Linked DNA regions of Mus musculus: region 1 is linked to region 2. A link is a contact called in public Hi-C data. All regions are on one chromosome and are shown on one strand. Each heading gives the region's core, a stretch centred on a gene start, on an enhancer-like site or on the middle of the called end of the contact. The rest is flanking DNA. Distances are from core to core; before and after follow the strand shown.

What was found. A called contact is a pair of places that touch in the nucleus more often than the background predicts.
Region 1: a contact with region 2 is called in a Hi-C map of the N1E-115 cell line, with 3 times the contacts expected there. The contact joins two enhancer-like sites. A contact is called at or near these places in 2 of 484 Hi-C or Micro-C datasets (the N1E-115 cell line and uterus), 1 of 115 datasets of contacts at active chromatin or transcription factors (microglia) and 3 of 9 other capture datasets (adipose tissue, liver and pancreatic islet).

What each region holds. Positions count from the first base shown.
Region 1 is chr8:125,780,464-125,785,852 of GRCm38.p6, forward strand. It overlaps Pcnx2 (pecanex homolog 2), which reads right to left. Exons shown (of 34, transcript NM_175561.4): 25 at 4,809-5,024. All of the region lies in intron 2 of Gm39284 (a long non-coding RNA gene), which reads left to right. Among named protein-coding and RNA genes, the nearest start is that of Gm39284, 9.0 kb to the left of the region's middle. Within about 2 kb of position 2,053, at least 13 of the 459 cell types and tissues checked have an H3K27ac peak or open chromatin away from gene starts, as enhancers often do. A contact at or near this core is called in the N1E-115 cell line, where this site is marked.
Region 2 is chr8:125,647,406-125,653,093 of GRCm38.p6, forward strand. No RefSeq gene overlaps it. Among named protein-coding and RNA genes, the nearest start is that of Gm30871, 17 kb to the right of the region's middle. Within about 2 kb of position 1,601, at least 41 of the 459 cell types and tissues checked have an H3K27ac peak or open chromatin away from gene starts, as enhancers often do. A contact at or near this core is called in the N1E-115 cell line, where this site is marked.

The sequences.
Region 1 (5,389 bases), core at 803-3,302, 130 kb after region 2:
CCTCCTTCCCTTCCCTCCTCTCCCTTCTCTTCCTCTCTCCTTCCTTTTTCCTTTCTTCCCTCTCCTCCTCTTCCACCATCCCATCCCCCCCTCACCTCCCTTTTCCATTTCTATTTCCTTCCCTCCCTCGTTTCCTCTCATCTTCTGCTGCCCTCCCCTTTCTATTCACAGTAACAACCCTAAATGTGCTTATCAAAACTTGCCTCCTTCTCAGTAGCAGCCCAGAGCACCCTGTCTCCTCTAGTACATCAACTCCAGTGGTCACCACCCCCTTCAGGGCAAACAGATCCCCAGTGCAGTCCTGGGATCCTGTTTCCTCTTCCCCCATTTGTTTGCTTTGCTCCTTTCTTAGCCTGGCCAAGCACCGTAACCTCTGTAACACCCTTGAACATGTAAGGACTTGGAGCTTCCTGTCCTCGGCTTACTTTTCCTTTGGTTATTCCCATCCTGCCTTCCATGCTCACACTTAGAATGCCAGTGTGGCTTAGGGGAAACCATACTGTAGTCTTCACATGCCCCTTTAAAGTTGTCACCCATAGACTCAGTAAGCTTTCATGCATTCCAACATTTGTACCCGATTCCCCACTCAGCCCATTCATCTGGTGTCAAGTCCCAGGACAGTGGAGGGCTGGTGCCTGCCTGATACCAGTGACAGATTAGTGCCATCCCACACCAACAGTGACAGGCTAGTGCCATCCCACACCAACAGTGACAGGCTAGTGCCATCCCACACCAGCAGTGACAGGCTAGTGTCATCCCACACCAGCAGTGACAGGCTAGTGCCATCCCACACCAGCAGTGACAGGCTAGTGCCATCCCACACCAGCAGTGACAGGCTAGTGCCATCCCACACCAGCAGTGACAGGCTAGTGCCATCCCACACCAGCAGTGACAGGCTAGTGCCATCCCACACCAGCAGTGACAGGCTAGTGCCATCCCACACCAGCAGTGACAGGCTAGTGCCATCCCACACCAACAGTGACAGATTAGTGTCATCCCACACCAACAGTGACAGATTAGTGTCATCCCACACCAACAGTGACAGATTAGTGTCATCCCACACCAGCAGTGACAGGCACCATGACAGGGATTTGACCACTGTTTCCTTGCTCCCTTGAGGCCAACTATATTTCTGAGTCCTGGGTTAGACACAGAGCCACCTGCTTTTCAAGAGAAGTTATGCCAAATGTAGCATAGAAAAGACTCCAGCTCCCTCCCAGGTATACCCTAAGGTGGCGACCATTGTGTCTTTAAGACCGATGGACTGCCAAAGATGCAGAGGAGCTCAGAGTCTCAGTGAGGCTCTGGAAGGGAACCCGAGGCTCTGTAAAGCCGAGTCCCTCGGGAGGTCCACTGAAGAAGCAGATGTGAAAGCAGACTGGTTTTTCCAATTAGGAAAGTGGCATGGAGCTCTCAGAAGGCTGAGTGAGAAACCAGAGGGATAAGACTTCAATAACTAGTTGTCTGTGAACCAAGTCAATGCTGCAGTACAGATTTGAATCAAGTACCCCACAGGCAGTATCCAGACAGGGAGCGACATGGTTGCCCACTGCACCCTGAGCTAGCTGTGAGCTCAGGGTCCTTCTTCATCTTCCTTGGGAGGGAGGAGGATGCCTCTTCTGTGGGGTAGCTGCCACCTTCAAGGTGCTCTGTCCTGAGCCCCAAGTCCTCAGGCATCTTGTAAAAGAGCAATCCGATGTCCTGTTTGCTCCTCCCCCTCGCCTTCAGAACTGTCTGAAGCCTGACTATTGGCTGAGCAATCCGATGCCCTGTCTGTTTGCTCCTCCACCTGGCCTGACTATTGGCTCCTTGGCCTCTGTCCATCCCTCAGGCAGTCAATAGCTTTTCAGGGCCACTGCCCTGTTGGCTCTCTCATGTGCATTGTCTATTTCCTTGGCTTGCTGTTTCAGCTGATATTCACCTGTGAACCCTTGAATAATTAATTAACTTACAGGCTCCTGGAGGGGTGGGCGCCCTTGCAGTCAGAGGCACAGTGACTCATGCTTGCTCACAGAAATGGCTAAGCCATCTGACCTGCCAAGGTCACTTGGCTACCAGAAGGATGGGACAATCTAACAAGAGCTCTGCTTGCTCTCTAGGTACTCAAGTCACTTCTATAGGGACCATAAGACATAGAGGGACATGGCCTGTTCCGTGCTAAGGCCTGGCCTGGAATGACTTCCCCATTCTCCTCCACTTTCTGTTAGGCTCCACACTGACCCTTGAAGGCAGTGCACGAAGACACATCTGCTGTGACGCTCGGTCGTGTTAATTGGAGCTGCTCTGTGTCCTGCCACAGTTACTCTGGTCAACCTCCACGTCTGCAGAGCGAAAGCACATTGTGCCATGGACATAGTACTCAGCCATATTGCTAGAGCAGCTGGCCTTTCTCTAACTGATATACCCACAATGGACATCTCAGGGGTCATCTCTCATGATAAGAAATGAGAAACCAGATACCCTTTGACCCAGATCACTTGTATGTGACCGTGACTTTGGTCAAAGGGTATCTGGTGCACTTGACCCAGACTCTGACTAAGTTGACAGCACAGCAAGACAGAAAGGCAAGGTGACCAACAGGGGAGCACTCAGGAGGAGAAGTGGTGGTAGAGGCTATTTATCTACTCTCTGGGGACAGCAGCATCCAGTGTTTCAGTAACGGGGGGGGGGGGGCAGTCCTGGGTCCTTGCAGCTGCCTTGTGACTTTAAAAGTTATATGTGTGCACATGTGTAAGTGTATGTATATGTGAGTTTGTATGTGTGTGTGTGCTGTGTGTGCATGCGTCCTGTGTATGCAAGTGCTCACGGAAGACAGCAAAGGGCAGCAGACCCCTGGAGCTGGTGCTGAGAACTGAACTCAAGTTTTTTGGTAACAGTACCAAGTGCTCTAACCCCTGAGCATTTCTCCAGTTCCTGCTGTGTGACTTCAGATGTTGGACTCTCTCAAAACCACAAGACACCTGCCCCATGCTGCTCAGGATAATCTTCATTCCTGGATGCATTTTCCCATAAAGCCTTCTTCTCTTGTGTTAACCTGGGTTGATTTCTGTAGCTTGACACTAGGACCTCCTGTTAACATGATGCAACTCTTCACCAGCTAGGGTTTGGGAGGGGGAAGACAGAGACTCTCTTCCCCATGACCCCAGGTTTCTGGCTTCCTTCTCTGGTAGATTTCCTTCTTCCTAAAAAACTATAGCCCAGTGGCATGCATGTAATTCTGTGTTTGATCCCTGATATGAGAGAGGGAGGGAGGGAGAGAAAGAGGGAGTTGGAGGAAGAAGAATCAGCTGTGAAGCTGCGAGTGTGCACATAGGTCCCATTCCTTCTACTGGCTTCCTCAGTAGCTTACCAGAAGGGGGGGGGGGAGAGGGGGAGGGGGAGAGGGATGAAGGGAGGGGGAGTGGGAGGGGGAGAGGGAGGGGGAGAGGGAGAGGGAGAGAGGGGGAGAGAACTCTATCTCTGTGGGTGCTCTCTTTGACTGTCCCCAGGCAGTGCCAAAGAAGTTTAAATTTGACCAAAATAAAACCCGATCTTTCAGAAGACCAGGAATTCGCAAGCAAACTAGAATGAGGGAGAAGAGGTCCAGAACACTCCCAAGGAGGAAGCTGGCCTCCGTGGGGGATACTGGAATACGCGGCAAAGAGAAACAAATCCAATAACAGTCCTTTGGGGTCAACTGCGTTCTTCCCCAGAACTTCAATTTTGTTCAGCTATGGTGTTTTGAAGTCTCTGTGTTTAAAACTATGATCTTACTAGGTCAAAGAAAATCTACTGTAGAGGAAGGTATGGGATCCAGGTAAATCAGCCGCCATTTGTCCCTCAAGACATTGTGACTGTCCCAATCTTACAGGCAAGTGGCGTTCCCACTGTGGTTGATGGAAAAAGAGAAAGCAACGAACACAGGAAACTCCTAGGAGCTCCTCATTTTTCTGACAGAGTTTCTCTGTGTAGCCCCGTCTCAGAACTCACTCTGTAGACCAGGTAGACCTCGAAACTAGAGATCTGTCTGCCTCTGCTTCTTGAGTACTGGGATTAAAGGCATGTGCCATCACTGCCCAGCAGGAACCTCTTTTAAAATTTAATCCAATATGTTGTGGTGACATTGGTTCCCAGCAAACCATGTCTCTCTGTCACCATAACACAGGGAAACATGGCCTGGTTATTTTTGTCTACCACTTCACTCTGAGCTGTTATTGCATTAATTACTTTGCTCACTGCTATGGTAAAATAATTTGGCTAACTCAACTTAAGAGAGGAGGGGCTTACTGGGGCTCTGGGTTTGAGAGGACACAGTCCACCGGGGTGGAGAAGGCACATCAGCAGGGATGGCTTTTGCCCACAGTGGTGAGGACGCTCCCTCTGGGTGGATCAGAGAGCAGGGGGTAGATCAGAAGGTGTCATTGCTTCTCTAGCTGACTGGGGTGGGCTTCTGTCAGAACGCCTGGTCGAGAGTAGAGAATGCCTGGATTCCCACGCAGCAGAACAGTCCCCGAGTCTTTTGCTCATGGTGGGTTTTTTTTTTCTTAAAATATTTACTTTGTTTTTATTTGTGAGTATGTGTGTGAGTGTGCACATGAGAGTTCAGGGACCCACAAAGGCCAAGAAGCATCAGACCTTCTGGAACTCAATTGGTTGTGAGCCCCACAATCTGGGTCCTCTGCAAGAGTAGTACATGCTTCTAGTGACTGAGCCATCTCCCCACCCCTGAAGGAGGTTTCTAAGCAGTGCTCTCTGCCTGATGACACTTAGCCCAATCCACTGGGCTGATGCTTAACCCTACACACTGAGTCAAAGAAAGAAACTCCTACCTCGGAACTCCAGTCCCCGAAGCTGAAAGGTGACGAGACCGTTTCCGATTTCAATCAGGTGGACGAAGGCGTTGAGGTCATCCGAGGCCAAAATGAAGCAGTCACCAGAACTGTAGTTGCCCCAGCGGCCAAGCACCAGGTCTCCACAGAGCGACTCCTGCAGGGTCCGAGTCAGGTGCTCGTAGAAGATGGAGTTGAGGTTGTTGTCATCACTCCCTGAGGACGGGCGGGATGAGAAGTACACCATCGTATGCTCAGCTCATGCTCAGACCCTGAAACGGTGTGCTGCCCTCTGAGTGAGGCTGGTCTTTATGTACACAGCAGCACCAGTTTCCACCTGCTTTGGTGGATTATACTGAGACCTCCTATGCCTTCCCTCTAGACCCTGATGTAACCTTTAGACAGATACATTGTTGCCTAAATGCAGATGATTTACATAATCCTGTGTTGGGCTCGACACTCTGGCCTTGGGGGCTGGCAGTGCCTGCAGTGCAAGACTGAGGACCCAAGTTTGTCCTACAGAACACATGTTTTTAAGAAGACAACTGTAGTAACAAGCACTTGTAATCCCAGCACCAGGA
Region 2 (5,688 bases), core at 351-2,850:
AGGACTCATTTTTCTTTAGAGCTGAACGATCAACAGATGAACTGACACAGACCCTGCTCCTCCTCAGCCTCTCTTCTACATAAAGATGGGACCCACTGCCCCCTTAGTACCACCTAGAGCTACCAGATGACCTCTGACCCCTAAGTTCCATCTCATGGCACACAGTCACACAGGCCCAGCTCAAGAGCACCATGTGTGAACTAGTTTAGACTGTTACGGTGTAGGCATACACACTCTCACAACAGTGATGACTCAGTATCTTCTCTCTACATTAAGTGTCTTGAGACTCTCACCCCTTCTGGTGAGCCACATGTTGATTCTTGAATCCACCTTTAAGTGGATTTGTCAAAGCCAGTCTCTCTGATTGCCATGTTTGGATGAGGCTCCAAAGCCAGGGGCAGGGCCCAGGCACTTTGCTGGTGATCCACCATAATGAATGTCTGCTCCTGATCATGGGTCAGGAGAAAGGCTAATGAGGACGCTGTATCTTGTATCTTAGTGGTGGCAGAGGTGGACATGTTGCTGAGATACTGCTAGAGTTTCCTCGACAGCCAGAACCCCAGACCTGAACTCACTGCTATAACTAACTGTAAAACAGGATTTCAGAGACATCTGGCATCCCTCCATGCTTTTGAATTGTATCACTATGTTTGTATTGTTCTTTTAATCTTACAACATGAGGCAGAGAAGATTATTTTTGATGTCTCGTTAAATAAGACTTTACAAAACCCTGCCTGCGATGTTCAGTATTTAGAAACAAGAGCAGATTCTCTTGGTGGATTCCATCCCAACTCTTATTCTGTCCTTAATGGAGGAACACCATCTTTTGACTTAGGACTCCAGCTACCTACCAGCCACATAGGTAGACTCACCGAAGCGCCAGTCATCCTTAGGAGCTCTAATAGGAATCCCCAACCTGGGCAATCAGCAAGCAGAGCTCTTCTGGGGCTATGGCATACTGGCCAGCTGTTTTCAGGCACTTCCTGCTTGGCCAATGTTTGTGTCCGTTCTGCAAACTCCATGAAGGGCAGGGAGGGTGAACCGAGCTCTTCCTGCTGTATGGAGGTAGTGAGAGGCATCTGTCAGGACTGTGTGCTTGGAGGATTCCAAGTGTTCATGAAGACATCTTAGTGAGGGCTTGCACTCAGGGTTCTAGACCTTTCTTCAGAGTGATTTCCATGTTTAACTTCTCATTTTTGTTGTTGTTGTTGTTGCTGCTGCTGCTGCTGTTGTTGTTGTTGTTGTTGTTGTTGTTACAGCCAAGAACAGCTATGGCAGGACCACTTGAGAAGTCTCTGCACCTGCTGCAGCCTTTGGGAAAGACGGCTAATGGCTTGTTAGAAATGCCTGTGGTGGTTGCTGGCTCTGGCATGGTGTGGTTCTCCAAAGGCTGCAGTCCAGTGTCCCTGAGGTTCTCATAGTTCAGGAGGTGGGCTCAGCAAGGCAAAGCCATTTGAAATGACAAGCATTAGGTGATAGTGGCGGGGGAAGGGGGTGACAGTGGGGGAGGCTGTCTACAGACCTGACATCAGGGCAGGTATGTACTGCTCAACACAGTGCATCACCACCTCTGTGATCACAGGAAGCATGGGGGCCAGGACCATGCTTGCTCTTACAGAGAGAGAGACCTTGAAAAACAGGCAGTGATAGCGTTGGCTACCATCCCCACCACTGAAACCATGTCCACAGCTCCAGGGTTTCCTGAGCCACCCACCTTCAACTAGCAGTCACCCAGCTTCAAAGGGTTTCTTATTAGCATTCTCCCTGCCCCTGTTACCCTTCACCCCGCTGGGAACAAGATCATAACCTACAGAGAGCAAAGGCTGTCAGAGTAAAGAGCAATAACGGCTGTAGCCACAGTCATTTAGAATACACCCAGAGTGCTGACCACATATACGCAATACCTGTGAAAGGGCATGAAAGGCGTACCTTGCTTAGATGAGGAAACTGGTTCTGGGGATGGACATGTGTGAGGCTCTGAGGAACGGATGCAGGTATGTGAAGTGGTATTTAGCTCCCCCACACACCTCCAGTTGGCAGATTCCAGGAAGGACAGAGAGGAGGCATTCAGGGATTCAGGTGGAACAAACAGAAAACACTACAATGTGACAGCTCTGACAGCATGTCCCAGGGGTAAGCACAAGTCCTGTGAGTATGCACCATGACTCAAACAGTGAAGAGGCTGGGAAGAGGAAGTAGTCAGATGATGGGAACTGGAGCGGATGGCAGGCTGTGCGGATCTGCTCTTTTGTCTTGGGGGATGACAGCAAGAGTGCCTAATCAGATCTGCGGGCAGCCACACTAAGTCAAATGTTGTGGTTTCCCATTCACTGATGCAACAAAGCCAACACAGCTCCATGCATATTGTTGCTATCTTTAACTGAAAAGGTACCAAGGAGTTGGGGATGTTGTTTCGATGAGCTTGCTTGGCATTCTGGAAACCCTGGGCTCCATCCCCACAGCACCACATAAACCAGGTGTGGAGGTGCACACCTGTAACCCCAGTGCTGGGGATGAGGCACAGGAGGATCAAAAGCTCAAGACCACTCTGAGGCTACATGGCAAGGTTAAGGCCAGCATGGGCTAACATAAGACCCTGTCTCAAACATACAAACAAACAATCCAAGACAAAGTAAATACAACAAATAAAGATACCAACGAGCTGGGTGTGGCTCAGTGTTGGAAACCAGGTTACTGTTTGAGATGCCCAACACTATAAAACTGAAAATGAAAAGCAGAGATTCTGCAGGTCTTTCGCTTTGTTATTTTCAGTTTTTATTAGATTTATAGTGTGTATGTGTATCTGTGTAGGTATGTGCAATGTGTGTGCAGGTGCCCAGGGGACCAAAGAAGACACTGGACCTTGGATCTTACAATCAGGCAATGAGTGCTAGGAGTCGAACCCAGATCCTCTGGAAGGGTAATAGTCACTCCTAACTATGAGCTATCTCTTTGGTCCCTATAGTCTCTTCCTCCTCTTCCTCTTCTCCCTTCTCCTCTTCTTCCTCTTCCTCCTTCTCGAAGAGAACTAACTATTGGGTATACTGTTCAGTTTCTTCATTCCCACCTTGGTCATTGAATCTGATTCAGCAAATCCTGTTAGAGCAGACCCATCTTGTTCAACCAAACCACATTTCACAGCATCAGTTGGATCTTGTCTAAATGGAAGAACCCATAGTACGATGAAGTCAGCAAGCTTCTGCACGTGGGACAGAGAGCTGCTGCACACTCAGGACAAATCTTTCTCTATCAGGAGGACTGGCCTACACTCAGAGATGTCCCACTGAATCAGGAAATTGGGACATTCTACACGTTTCTTCATTCTTTTCTTTGAAAGGAAAGCCGGAATTAGTGTGTCAAGGCAATTGTATTTCTGAGATGGAAATTAAATTCTAGGTAATGCACTAGGCTCACATGAAACCTCGACAGATGTGACTCCTACAATAAGCATTTACAAAGTTCTCAAAGCATCAGCATTCTGAGGTGCAAGTTTATGACCCAGCATGATCTAGGAGTGGTCCCTCCTTCACTGCAGTCCCCATGGATTCTAGGAGCAATGTATAGGCACCCATGTCTGCAGATTCATTTGGAACTGGCCCCACCCTGTTAGATAATGGCTGTCCCTGGTTATGTGTCATACTTTGCCTTGTCTGCCTTCCATCTTCTGCTTGGTTCAGTCTGATCTATGTTTGCACCCTCCTGGGTCTCTCTGGCTAGCTGTGTCCTGTCGCGCCCGCTCTCGACCAGCAAGAATGACGCGACCACCAGTCCTTCTAACAGCAGTTTATTCAGTCTTGATTCTTCTTGTTTATATCTCCCCCGAACCCTGGGCCTCTCACTCCTTTTATACTCTCTCTCATCCACGCACCGCAGGCCATGCCCCCTCGCCAGTCACGAGGCTTCAGCTAATCAGGGCAGCAGGGGCAAATCTCCACCAAATTGGATTCACCTGTATCCTGGTACACCTGCACAGCACTCAAGATGTTTGTGTCTTATATGAGGAAGTCAGGTGCAAGTCATATGACTTAGCTGCAGTCCCTGGCGCCTTTGGGACTGCCGCCACACCCGCTCCCCACAATGTCCCAGTTTTACAATTCCCTCAATTAACCTACACACCACAGAGGCATGGGTGAGATGCTTAAGAATTGTTTTTTAGCTACCTCAAAAGATGTGCCTGTCCTCTGCTTGCTCCCTGGGGCCCACTGGGTCTCTTGATCTCCAGGTATGGTGAGGTTGAATCCATTGGCAGATCCAGTGTGCTCAAGGAAAGCATATGAACTGTGAGTACTGAGCGAGGCTTGCCTGCAAACTCAGGTGTACAGGACTCGACTCCTAATGTCAATCCTCATTTCCCCTGGTGAACAAAAGGCTGGGGAACTAGCTCAGGTGCTAACATGCTCTGCCGCATAAGCCTCCCCACTTCCCCTTTAAAGCTTGTTATCTCAACCAGTGAGAAGGTAGAGGTAGGATCCCTGGGGGCTGTCAGCTATCTAGACCAACCAAATAGGAGAACTCTCAGTTTCAGGTATGTGCCTGTCTGGATCTATAAGGTCAGAGGACACCCGTGGCCATAGCAAAGTTTTCTAGAACCTTCCCGGAAACATAGATGAATTAGTAGATTTGTTTTACAAAATTCCACTCTTGGAAGTTCTCAGTAATGTCTTTATTTTGCCACCTATAATTTTCAGGCTGAACTCCACCTATGAAACTCACAGGACCCAGTGACTGACTGCAAAAACCTGAAACAGAGAACAAGTAGACCAAACCCCAGTCACTCCAAGTGTAGAGATGGCCTCCGCCAGCATCGTGTGCATCTGATGAAAACCAAGACCATAGGATAGGTGTTGATTCAGATCAGCCATTTCTCTCATCCCTTACACCAGAGACTCGGGGTGACAACTTGGCTGCTCAGGGAGCCCATAGGCAGATTACCAGTTGCAGAGCAGGCTAACTCTTGATTGCTAACTGGGGTTTCCTTTGCTCTGGCCATCTCTCATGGCCATGGGGTGGGCCCTGGGAACAAGGGCTCCAGGGTGAGGCCCAGGCATGCTTTCCACACTTTGTACCCTTCAGCTGGATTTTTATTTTAACGTGTGTACGTCTTTATTCTTAAGTGATTAAGATGCTGTAATACATTTTTGATACGGGAAGAAAGGTTTCAATGTTTTATTGGTTCAAGGAAAATACAAGAGAGCAGTCTGGGTCTGAAGGTATTGGCCTGTGGGGCTCTGTATTCTTAGGGCAGTCCACACAGCTCTGCCACGTTAGAGCACACGCTGGGAAGGGGGCTGGCTCCGCAGATGGTGCTTTCTTTCATGTTATTTTAGTAACAGTAATACCTATGATTAAAGGGAAGGAGGAATGTGAGAAGTACCCAGAACAAAGTAATCTGGCTGCACATCTGCATCTGCAGCCAGGCCCTATTAACATTTTATTGTATGATTACTAACACTGTGATTTTTTTTTTTTGGCTGGGTGTAGTACTAGAGATTGAACTTGGACTCACACACACCTGGCAAGCACTCCACCACTGAGCTGCACCCCCAGTCCTCCTTCTTTTTTTTGTTTTTGTTTTTTGTTTTTTGTTTTTTTTTTTATTATTCTGAGATGGATTCTCATGGTCTTCCTGCTGACTGTGCTCACAGGCATGCTGGAGCAGGCTGAGCAACAAAGCACACATTCTTTCCA